Linked DNA regions of Pan troglodytes: region 2 is linked to region 1. A link is a contact called in public HiChIP or PLAC-seq data. All regions are on one chromosome and are shown on one strand. The core of a region is the stretch at or near the end of the contact, and the rest is flanking DNA. Distances in the headings are between cores, read along the strand shown.

The links. HiChIP or PLAC-seq counts read pairs in DNA pulled down with a chosen protein or histone mark.
Region 2: a contact with region 1 is called in an H3K4me3 HiChIP or PLAC-seq map of stem cell-derived excitatory neurons, with 10 times the contacts expected there. The contact joins the promoter of EXOC3L1 here to the promoter of CES3 in region 1. A contact is called at or near these places in 1 of 7 Hi-C or Micro-C datasets (stem cell-derived neural progenitor cells) and 1 of 1 datasets of contacts at active chromatin or transcription factors (stem cell-derived excitatory neurons).

Annotation. Positions count from the first base shown.
Region 1 is chr18:64,992,497-64,998,051 of NHGRI_mPanTro3-v2.0_pri, reverse strand. It overlaps CES3 (carboxylesterase 3), which reads right to left and starts at 3,408. Exons shown (of 13, transcript XM_016929993.4): 1 at 3,252-3,408. The coding sequence starts at 3,330.
Region 2 is chr18:65,232,933-65,238,487 of NHGRI_mPanTro3-v2.0_pri, reverse strand. EXOC3L1 (exocyst complex component 3 like 1) reads left to right here and starts at 2,093. Exons shown (of 11, transcript XM_063797240.1): 1 at 2,093-2,256; 2 at 2,544-2,596; 3 at 3,036-3,196; 4 at 3,277-3,496; 5 at 4,398-5,010; 6 at 5,097-5,214. The coding sequence starts at 2,551. E2F4 (E2F transcription factor 4) reads right to left here and starts at 99. Exons shown (of 10, transcript XM_016930023.4): 1 at 1-99. The coding sequence starts at 1.

The DNA of each region.
Region 1 (5,555 bases), core at 2,159-4,658:
CTGGCTAATTTTTGTGTTTTTAGTAGAGACAGGGGTTCACCATGTTGGCTAGGCTGGTCTCAAACTCTGGGCCAGCTACTCAGCTACTCAGGAGGCTAAGGCAGAAGGAATTCGACGCTGCATGAGCTATGATCCCGCCTTTGCACTCTAGTCTAGGCAACAAAGCAAGATCCAGTCTCCAGAAAAAACACAGTGTGACTGCTGTGGGGATCAGGGAGGGAGGAAGTGATAGAAAATCGCCTAACAGAGAAAGTCAGTCCTCTTAATCGATAAAGAATTTCTACAAACAAAGAATATGTCACCTATACAACAGAAAAAGTAGCATAAGAATATGTTCAGAATAAGCAATACAAATCAGTGTCTCTCAAATAAACAAAGAGATTTTTAAGTCATTCATAGTAAGAGAAATGCACATTGAATTCTCACTGTGATGTCAACCACTCATTTTGTGGTATCCCAACAAGCAAGATAATCAGACGTTACATATTTTCTATCAGAAGTATGCAGCACCACATGTGAAGTAGTCCTCCAAAAAACAAAACAAAATAAAACCTAAAACCCAAATCTGATTATGCCTCTAGAATATAAATACAAGTTTACATGGTAGACAGGGGATAGAAGAACTGTTAAAAGACACCACCCAGATGCAATCAGCAAAACCTAAATGGTGGGATCCTCTCCAGAACAAATAAACTGGTTTCTTCCACATGCAACAAAATTTAGAAAGAAAATTAAAGAGAGGCAGATGGTAAATCTGAAGACTGAAAGAGATTCAAGAAACACATAAAAATGGCAGATAATAATAAGTGCTGGTAAGGATGTGGAAAACTTGGAAATTTCATACATTGCCAGGGGAAAGGTAAAATGGTGCAGCTGCTTTGGAAAACAGTCTGGCAGTTTTTCAGGGGATTAAACATGGAGTTGCCATATGACTCAGCAATTCCACTCCTAACTATAAAGCCAAGACAACTGGCGGGGCATGGAGGCTCACGCCTGTAATCCAAGCACTTTAAGAGGTCAAGGTGGGTGGATCAACTGAGGTCAGGAGTTCGAAACCAGCCTGGCCGACATGGTGAAACCCTATCTCTACTAAAAATACAAAACTTAGCCAGATGTGGTGGCGTGTGCCTGTAATTCTAGCTACTTGGGAGCTGAGGCATGAGGATCCCTTGAACCGAAGAGGCAGAGGTTGCAGTGAGCCTGGGCAACAGAGTGAGACTCCATCTCAAAAAAAAAAAAAAAAAAGAAAAGAAAAAAGAAACGTCTACTTATTTGCAGAGTATGAACCTTATTTAAATCCTGACTTAAAAAAAAACTTGTATTAATACAAGTATCATTTATAAATACTGAAGAACACGACCATATATTTGATTAAATTGAGAACATATTATGTTGTGGAAATACACACATACATACATATGTTCCTTTTCTTTTAGTAGGACATGATGAAAAATTTACAGATGATATGATGCCTGGGATTTGTTTCAAATAATGATGCAAGAGAGAGGTGGCCATCCAGAAAACACCAGGTTATATTCAACCTGAGAAAGCTGATTTAAACAGAAATAAACACAAGATCTTCGTCATTGCTGAAGGCGGACAATGGGTATGTTGGATTTGTTATACTACTGTTTCTACCTCAGACTTGGCTCATCCCTTGGTGCTGTGCAGCCCTTGAGCAGCCTTGACTCTCTCTGTGCCTCAGGGAGGTTCACATGCTGTTCTTATTCCCACCAGCTCCCACCTGCCTGGCACTTTCCCTTTTGGATCTCAGGTTCTGCTTCTGTAGGATTTGGGAAATCTGAGCCCAGTTTCATAATAAAAAGTCAGAAAACAGGTCAGGCACAGTGGGTGACTTTGGTAATCCCAGCACTTTGGGAGGCCGAGGTGGGTGGATCACTTGAGGTTAGGAGTTCGAGACCAGCCTGGCCAACATGGTGAAAGCCTGCCTCTACCAAAATATATATTTGTCAGATACACATATATTTATAATATAATATAATATAATATAATATAATATACGTGTAAAATATGGGACTCCGTCTGTTGCCCAGGCTGGAGTGCAGTGGTGTGATTACAGCTCACTGCAGCCTCCACTTCCTGGGCGTGAGATCCCCCCACCTCAGCCTCCCAAGTAGTTGGGAATACAGGTGTGTGCCACCATGCCTGAGTCCCTTTTTTTTTGGTAGAGACAAGTGTTGTTGCCCAAGCTGGTCTCTAACTCCTAGCCTCATGTGATCCTCCTATCTCTGCCTCACACAGTGCTGGGATAACAGGTGTGAGCCACTGTGGCTGGCCCAAAATATTTCAAAAGGTAGCCATCCGTGAGGCCAGGTAGATCTTCCTGCTGGGCTCCTGGTGAATTCTAGAATGTGACCAAGGGCAGGCATGGGAGGAAGCCCTGCAGGAGTGCACCATGGGGCGGGGGGGGGGGGGGGGGGGGGGCGCGGCGGGGAATATGGACTCCACCTGGGCAGATTAAATTGGGAAAGAGTCGGGAGAGGCAGTCAGATCATACACTTAGGAGAGTTTCAGGTGAGAGGACCAAAGGCCGAAACACTCCCCCAGCTTCTGATAAGGGCCTGGAGAAGCCTGGCAGGCACACAGAGCCTTCACCTTTACCCTGGAATCCAAGTTGTGCCCTTGCCCAGGATGAGGTAAATGGCATGAGGGACACCACGAGCTCTTTGGATCTTTTTTCTGGAGACAGATTTTTGCTTTTTCACCCAGGCTGGAGTGCAATAGTGTGATGAAGGCTCACTGCAGCCTCAACGTCCCCTGCTAAAGTGATCTCCCACCTCAGCCTCCCAAGTAGCTGGGACTACAGGTCACAGGCCACCACAGCCCACTAATTTCCTTTAATTTTTTTGTACACTCTGAGTCTCACTATGTTGTCCAGGCTGGCCTCCGACTCCTGGGCTCAAGCGATTCTCCCCCTTGGCCTTTCAAAATGCTGGGATTAAAGGAGTGAGCCAATCGCACCCAGCCACTGCGGCCTCTTAGATCTGCTTTAGGATTTGGAGCCTGGGGGCTTCTGCTCCCCAAGGACCACTAACCTTGTCTGAGTCCCCTTTGGAGGGCTCAGCGCGCCCCCCTGGCCAAGGACGCCACACACTGAGAGCCAGCTGCTGCCAGAAGCTCTTACTGTTATTACCCGCCGGCAGCACCGGCTACAGCCACAATCATAAGAGGGAAATGGACTGAATCCCCACACCCCAATCCCTCACCCACTCCGACCCGAGGCTGCCTACCCGGCCGGGCATGTCCTGGCGCTCCTGGGGCCCGTGTACTCCGCTGGTTCCTCGCTGTGGTGTCCCGCAGCCCGACCATTTCTGTGCTTCTAGGAGCCCACCCTGGGCGGCGGGGAGGCGTCACGTGGGGCTCAGGAGTTCCACGCTGTCATTTCCACCAGCTGCTACCTCCCAGGCACCTGCCCTCCCGCACTGTCAGGTTCTGCCTCCGCAGCATTTGGCAGATCTGAGCCCGGTCCCTGTCACCCCTCCGCGGGAGCCTCATTGTGGCCCTGGAGGAGAAGCAGCAGGAGCTCACAGGCCACCGCGCTCGGCCGCGCGTGAAGTCGGTGCAGCCGCAGGGTCGGCTCGCTGGTCTCTGTTCTCTGCCGGTGGACACGCTGCTGTTCACCCAGAGGCTGCCCCTGGTCGGTCCAGCCGTGGATCCAGTGCCTTGCCCAGCCTCGGAGTTTGGACAGGGCAGGGAGTCGGTGGGGTGCGCTTGCTTGGGCCGGAGAAAGGTGGGTCTGGTAGGAGAGCGGGACTGAACAGTCATAGGTGGGTGGGGATCTAGTGGCAGGCAGGCCCGGGCACAGCCACTTCCCTTCGGCCGGGGCCCCTTTGGCATCCTCAGAAGGGGCTGCGCGGCTTCTGTAGTCCTCCGCGATCCAGAGAATCCTCTCCTCAAACCTGTCGTTGTCCACAGGCCGGATGAGCGCGCTGGGGGATCGATAGGAGGGGGCAATAAACTAGAATTGGAGAACTCAGGAGGGCTTCTCTGAGGAGGTGCACATTCAGGATCCCCACAGTTGGAGAAATGGGAAGGAACTTGATCGGGGTGAAGGAACCGCTTGAGCAAAGGCAGGGAGGCGTGACGGCGCCCTTCATTCTGGAAGTTCCTCCTTGCTTTCAGGACTCAGTTTCCTGGGTCCCCCTTCACGGCCCCTCATCCCCTTACAGTCCAGGGTCTGAGGGTCTCCGCGGTCCCCTCCCTACTCAGTCACGCCCTTCTTTTGAAACGTACACGTGACCGCGGCACTTTCTAAGGAGCGCCCCCCTTTTCCTCGGTGGCTTTCAGTTTCCTCACCTCGCGTGGAGACCACGGCCATGGTCATTTATCCACTTGACGAACATTTCCCGAGCGCCTGCCGCTCTGAGCGATGGGGACCCGGCACTTCCAGGCCTCTGTTGCAGCAGGGGAGGCAGGCGCGTCACCTGGAGGTCCCGAGACACTGGGAGCCCTGCCAGGCCAGAGGCGACCAACTGGTCTGGGAACGGGAGTGTACTATGGTCCTGTAATTATGGGCCTTACAGTGTCTGAAGCCCGGAGGTGGAGGCTGCAGTGATCTGTGATTCTGCTACTGCATTCTAGCCTGGGTGACAGGACTAGACCTCATCTCAAAAAAAAAGGGGGGAGCAGGGGGTAAATTTAACTGTAAGTTATTTCACCATAAAGCTGTTTAAAAAAAAGAACTACTAAGTCTAAACAGTAATCCTGGGAACTGACTTTGGGAAGGTATATTGTACATCTGCAGAACTGAAAAACATACAGAGGCATGCATGCAGCTGGTGCACAATAAACGCTTTCAGAATGTAGTGGGAACATTATGCACCAATCAGTGTTCATTGAAAGGAAAGTCTCCTCCCTCTCTCAAGTTCAAGTCATTCCAGGCTTAATATTATCTTTGTCTGCCACCTGGTGGCCAAAATGGGCAATGTGGGTGTCCTGGTCTTTCACCCCAAACTTCAAAAGGCTCTGTAATTGGACTTAAGGGCTCTGGCTGGAAAGAAGGGAGACTTTTCCCATGGAAAACGGGTGCCCTGAGAGGCAAGTTGGTCAGCAGTAGGGGCATAAGGGGATTATTAGGGTTTATGGGACAGAAATATAGCCTCTTAATGACAGAGAGAATATACTTTGGTGAAACCAAGAGGCCGATTGAACACAATTGGCCACCTTTGCACACTGAGATAAAATATGAGGTTTTTTGCAGAGCAGGGAAGGAGAAAAGTCTAGGGACAACAATGAGGTAAGTAGGAAAAGTAATCATGTGGACACACATGATGAATTTGGGGATGCTCAGGGGGTTGAAAGTTTGGCAGGGAAATTCTGAAACGTGAGAGGACATTTCCCTGGATGGAGAGGCCCCTGACAGCCAGCGGACAGGAATCTCTTAGCAGGTGTGCTAATATCCTGTGAGTATGGGCCTTACAGTGTCTGTAGAACCACTGAGAAGAAGAGCAACCTTCAGGAGACGGGCCACTGAGGAAGCAGCTTGGCTTTCCTGGCCACTGTGCAGGAGGCCCAGGCTCAGGGGCCTATGGACA
Region 2 (5,555 bases), core at 844-3,343, 240 kb before region 1:
TCGCGCCCGCCCGCCGCCTCCCCTCAGCCAGGCCAGGCCAGGCCGGCGCCGCCGCCACTTCCGCTTCCGTTCCTGGCCGCCCGGCAGCCGGAGCCAGCGTTACTGCTTCCGCTTCCGTCCCGTGCGCCTTCCAGGGAACGTGGCGCTATTGCTGTCTGTGGGTGCAGCCGCAAAACTTCAGGGACCAGTAGCAAATGTCCAGCCTCCGAATAAGACGAAAACTACGTGGGTAGACCGGGGAGTTGGGATGAAGTTGGGGAGGAATGAGAAGGGCGTCAGTGGGCCGCCCTGGCAGTAGAGAAGGGGACGCCATCGGAACTTTCCTTGCCAATCTGCCCCAACATCACTAACTCTGCCTAGTCCCCATCTTGGGAGAGGAGACCACACTACCTGACTAATCCAATCTGCTCCCTCAAACCTGTTCCTTTTCCGTTTTTTTCTCTTTATTTATTCTTTTATATATTTCAAACTCATTTTACTGCCACATCAAACCTGTTCCTAAAGGCTGCCCTACTGTCTTGGGGTCACCCCATCTATTCCTATCCCTCACTTCCTGCCAAACAGCAAGCACTAACTATATCTACCTTGTCCACCTTGTTCCACCCATGGTCCTAGCCTCATCTTTCGCTCATCTTGTCCTCACAGTACAGTGCTCAGAGACTATGGGGTTATGAACACTTCAGCCAATGCAAACGTGTTTACCTATGTGTAAATATCAGTAAAGCACTCAGTCATTCCTGGCATGCAGGAATGTGTGATAGGGTCATTTTGTAACTTTTAACATTGTTACTATTTATTATTGTTTCTTTTAGATCAGGTTCTCTGGGAAATGGGACTCGAGACAGGGTTTTGCAGCAAGTTTGTTGGGGATCCACACTTTTTTTTTTTGAGACAGGGTCTCACTCTGTTGCCCAGGCCAGAGTGCAGTGGCAAGATCAATGCCGTCTCAGCTTCCTGGGCCCAAGCGATTCTCCCACCTCAGCCTCCCAAGTAGCTGGGACCACAGGCATGCACCACCATGCCCGCCTCATTTATTTTTAGTTTTTTAGAGATGTGGGTCTCACTATATTGCCCAGGCTAGTCTTGAACTCGTGGGCTCAAGCGATCCTCCCACCTCAGCCTCCCACAATGCTGGGATGACAGGTGTGAGCCACCATACCTGGTCAGGATCCACACCTTTAAGGGATTAAGACAAGCAGAATTGAGCAGATGCAATTATATTATAGGCCTCAGCCTATCCCACTAGGATCTCTGAAATTGGGGTAGCACTTCTGAAGGGTTCATGTTCACACGATGGTACCATGCTTTTGCACCCCAATATTGACTGAGAGACTCAGTGGTGTGATCTCAGTAGCCTACACTCCTGGCAGCTGGAGAATGAGCACTTCTGTCCTGAAGGGTGGATTTGGGTGGTGGACTGAACATCCACTAAATAATAATAAACCTTATAGTCCCTTCCCTGGCTCCCTATAACTCTCAAGATAAACACAGCTGCCCAGTTGCGGTGACTCACGCCTGTAATCTCCCAACACTTTGGGAGGCTGAGGCAGGCAGATCGCTTGAGCCCAGAAGGCTGCAGCGAGCTATGGTGGTGCCACTGTACTCCAGCCTTGGTGACAGATCAAGACCCTGTCTAAAACAAAGATAAACACAGCTTTCATGACCCTCTCCTGCCACCCCCCAACACACCCCTCTTCACAAGAGCTTGCCACCTCTCAATCCTCCGCAGAGGTACACATCCTCCTCAGAGGCTGGCCAACACAGTTTTCATCCTGTGCTGTTGATGTCGTCTGCATCCATATCTGCACACTCTGCCCACCACCCCAGGTTGAGGCCAAGTCTAGCAAATCCCTATCTCCTCTCCTGAGCACTAAGAGGTTCTGGGTAGGCTGGTCAAGACTGGTTGAGTACAAGTACACCCCACCCCCCCGCCCCTCAGGGAAGTGTCGCCCAGCTGTCCCCACCCTCCGTGCAGACACTCTTTCCTGTTGGGAATAAAATGCCAGAGACTCAGCTTCCTTCCTTTCTGTTGATGGCCTTGGGGAGGGAGGAGCCTTGGTGGGAAGAAGGGGCTTCTGGGTGGGGAGTGGGAGAGAGACTTCCTTGGGGAGAGGAATTCAGCTGCACGCTGGAGTCAGCTGGAGTTGCCCAGGCCCTCTGAGCAAGTGGCGGGCGTGCCCAGCTGCATTGGGGAGAGGGCTGTTCTCAAGGCCAAGGTCATTTGTGGAGGGAGAACTGGACACCTGATCAAATCTGGTAAGTTCTGTAGCAAACTGTCCTGTGCAGCTCAGAGCAGGACCAGGGTCCAGTGGAGGCCTGTGCCCACCCTGTCTCGCTTGACATCTGCAGGGGCACGACTGGGAAACCTAGCAGGCAAAGCCTCCCAGGTGCCCTCCACATCACACCCGCTCCCTCTCACTTCCCGAGGGGGCCGGGAAGAACCTCCTTCCTCCTCTCAGAAGGGCTTAGACAGAGGCAGCAGCTCACAGGGGCATCTACTCTGCCTGCTTGCCCCGGGCCCACCTCAGCTCTGGCTCCTCCAGGCCCACAATGGACTCAGCAGCCAAGGATGAGATGCAGCCGGCGTTGTCCCCTGGTATGAACCTTTTGGGTGGACTAGGGGAGGAATGACGGCAACAAAGATGGGACTGGCTGGGCGCAGTGGCTCACGCCTGTAATCCCAACACTTTGGGAGGTCGAGATGGGCAGATGACCTGAGGTCAGGAGCTCCAAACCAACCTGGCCAACATAGTGAAACCCTGTCTCTACTAAAAATAAAAAAACTAGCTGGGCGTGATGGCACGCGCCTGTAATCCCAGCTCCTCGGGAGGCTGAGGCAGGAGAATCGCTTGAACCCGGGAGGCGGAGGTTACAGGGACCCGAGATTGCACCACTGCACTCCAGCCTGGGCAACAGAGCGAGACTCCATCTCAATAAACAAATAAACAAACAAATAAATAAATAAGAAAGCTGGGACTGGGGTCGTTGGGCCCTCCCTCCCTGACTACACGGCTGCCCAGGCTCTTCCTTCCCAGGACCTGAGTGGCCAGAGCAGGAGCGGGCAGAGCAGCTGGCCCGGGGTGCAGCGCTCAAGTGGGCCTCAGGCATCTTCTACCGGCCGGAGCAGCTGGCCAGGCTAGGCCAGTACCGCAGCCGCGAGGTGCAGCGTACCTGCTCCCTGGAATCGCGCCTCAAGGTGGGCATGGGGCAGGGGGTGCGGGTGCTGGGACTGTGCTGCAGGGCTGGCCCAGCCTCACTGGCTCCATCTTTCCACAGTCAGTGGTGCAGTCATACCTGGAAGGCGTGCAGACTGGTGTGTGGCAGCTGGCCCGGGCCATTGAGGTGGTGCAGGGAACCCGGGAGGCCCTGAGCCAGGCCCGTGGGTTGCTCCAGGGCATGTCCCAGGCCTTACAGACTCTAGAGCCCCTACGGGAGCGGGTTGCCCAGCACAAGCAACTGCAGGCCCTGTCTCACTTGCTGCCTCGGCTGCGGGCAGGTGAGCATGCAGGGACCCTGGGCCTCAGCCTCCAATAGTCAGTCCACAAACACCCATCCCTAATCAAGGGGCGCCAGCCCACTAGATGGGGAACTGCATAGAGCAGCACACCAGGGACCTCCCAGACAGTAGCCCGGGCTTCCCATGGCCTATGAGGCAGGGTGCAAATCAGCTCATCCTGGGATTCCCACGCGTGGGATGCTTGAGTCAGGACAGACACCCAGTCATGTGACTCTGGCCACCTGGTTATCAGTATATTCAAACTCTTCCCTAACAGAGTGGCTAAGCGAGTACTGGCAGGACCCCCCGATTTCCCCTGCCTTCCCTCCAGGATCCTCAGCTTCCTCATATTCCATGAGTTCATGGGTTGACCTCTGGCCCACCAGGTCTTTAGGACATTGCCAAGATCCTCTTAGATTGGCCAGTACTCTACTGGTTATTTATTTATTTATTTATTTATGGTTTTTTGTTCATTTTTTGTTTTGTTTTGTTTTTGAGACAGAGTCTCACTCTGTCACCCAGGCTGGAGTGCAGTGGTGTGATCTCGGCTCACTGCAACCTCCATATCCCAGGTTCAAGCAATCCTCCTGCCTCAGCCTCCCCAGTAGCTGCGATTACAGGCATGTGCCACCATGCCTGGCTAATTTTTGTATTTTTAGTAGAGATGGGATTTCACCATGTTGGCCGGGCTGGTCTCAAACTCCTGACCTCAAGTGATTCACCCACGTTGGCCTCCCGAAGTGCTGGGATTACAGGCATGAGCCACTGTGCCCAGCTTACTCTACTGGTTGTTAAATATTTTATGCATCACCCCCGCCCTGGGCCTCAGTATCCCCTGCTGTACACATTGAGGCGGTGGGAAGGCTGAGACCCAGGGCCGTCTCCTTTTCACTCTCATTAGTGCCGGCTGCAGTGTCCCACACACAGACTCTGATTGATGGCCAACAGTTCTTGGAGGCATATGTGAGCCTTCGGGAGCTGGAGCAGCTGCGAGAGGATACGTGGGCACCCCTGGGGGGCCTGGAGTTGCCAGTCTTCCAGGGGCTGGACCTTCTGTTCGAGGCACTGGGCCAGGCTGTGGAAGCAGCTGCAGGGGCCGCGGGGAAGCTGGCACGGGAGGACCCAGCCCTGCTGGTGGCTGCTGTGCGTGTGGCGGAGGTGGAGACTGGACGAACAACCCCCCTGGGCCAGGTCCCCCGGGACTGGCGTCAGCGCTGTCTGAGGGCACTACAGGAGGGCCTGGAGCGGGCCCACTTTGGGTCACCTCTGCTGCCTGCACCAGGGGCCCTACCAGGGTGGCTGGAGGCTCTGCGAGTGGCCCTGCCAGTCGAGTTGGCCACAGCTGAGGCACTAGTAGCGCCTTGCTGCCCGCCACAGTACAACGTGGTCCAGCTATGGGCCCACACGCTGCATAGTGGTTTGCGCCGCAGCCTGCAGAACCTCCTTGCTGGGCCTGAGCTAGAAGCTGCGGATGCCTTCACCTTGCTGCACTGGGCACTGCATGTGTACCTGGGGTCAGTGCCTTTGGGGCAGCGGGACATGGGGGATCAGAGGCTGGGGGCTTGGTGGCTTGGTGTGACACCAGGCCACCCATCTCCAGGCAGGAAATGATGGGGAGCCTGGAGTTGGGGCCTGAGGCTGATGTGTCCCAGCTGGAGCCCCTTCTGACCTTGGAGAACATTGAGCAGCTGGAGGCAACATTTGTGGCCAACATCCAGGTGAGTAGTTGAGGCACAGGTCCAGAGAAGTCCTACTTATCTGCTGTGGGCCTTTATCTGCAGAGTGGAATGTCTACCCATCTCCAGCAGGGTCAGATCCCTGCTACATTCCTTTGCCCCTGGCCCCTCCCCCCAGGCAAGTGTGTCTCAGTGGCTGCAGAATGCACTGGATGGGGAGGTAGCTGAGTGGGGCCGGGAGCAGGGGCCCAACACAGACCCGTCTGGCTCCTATTACTCACCAATGCCAGCCATTGTGCTGCAGGTAGGTGGGAAGTGGCCAGACAGGCAGGCAGCCTCCATGGGGCAGTGGGGAGGAGAGGAAGGAGGGAGGCTTTGCCGAT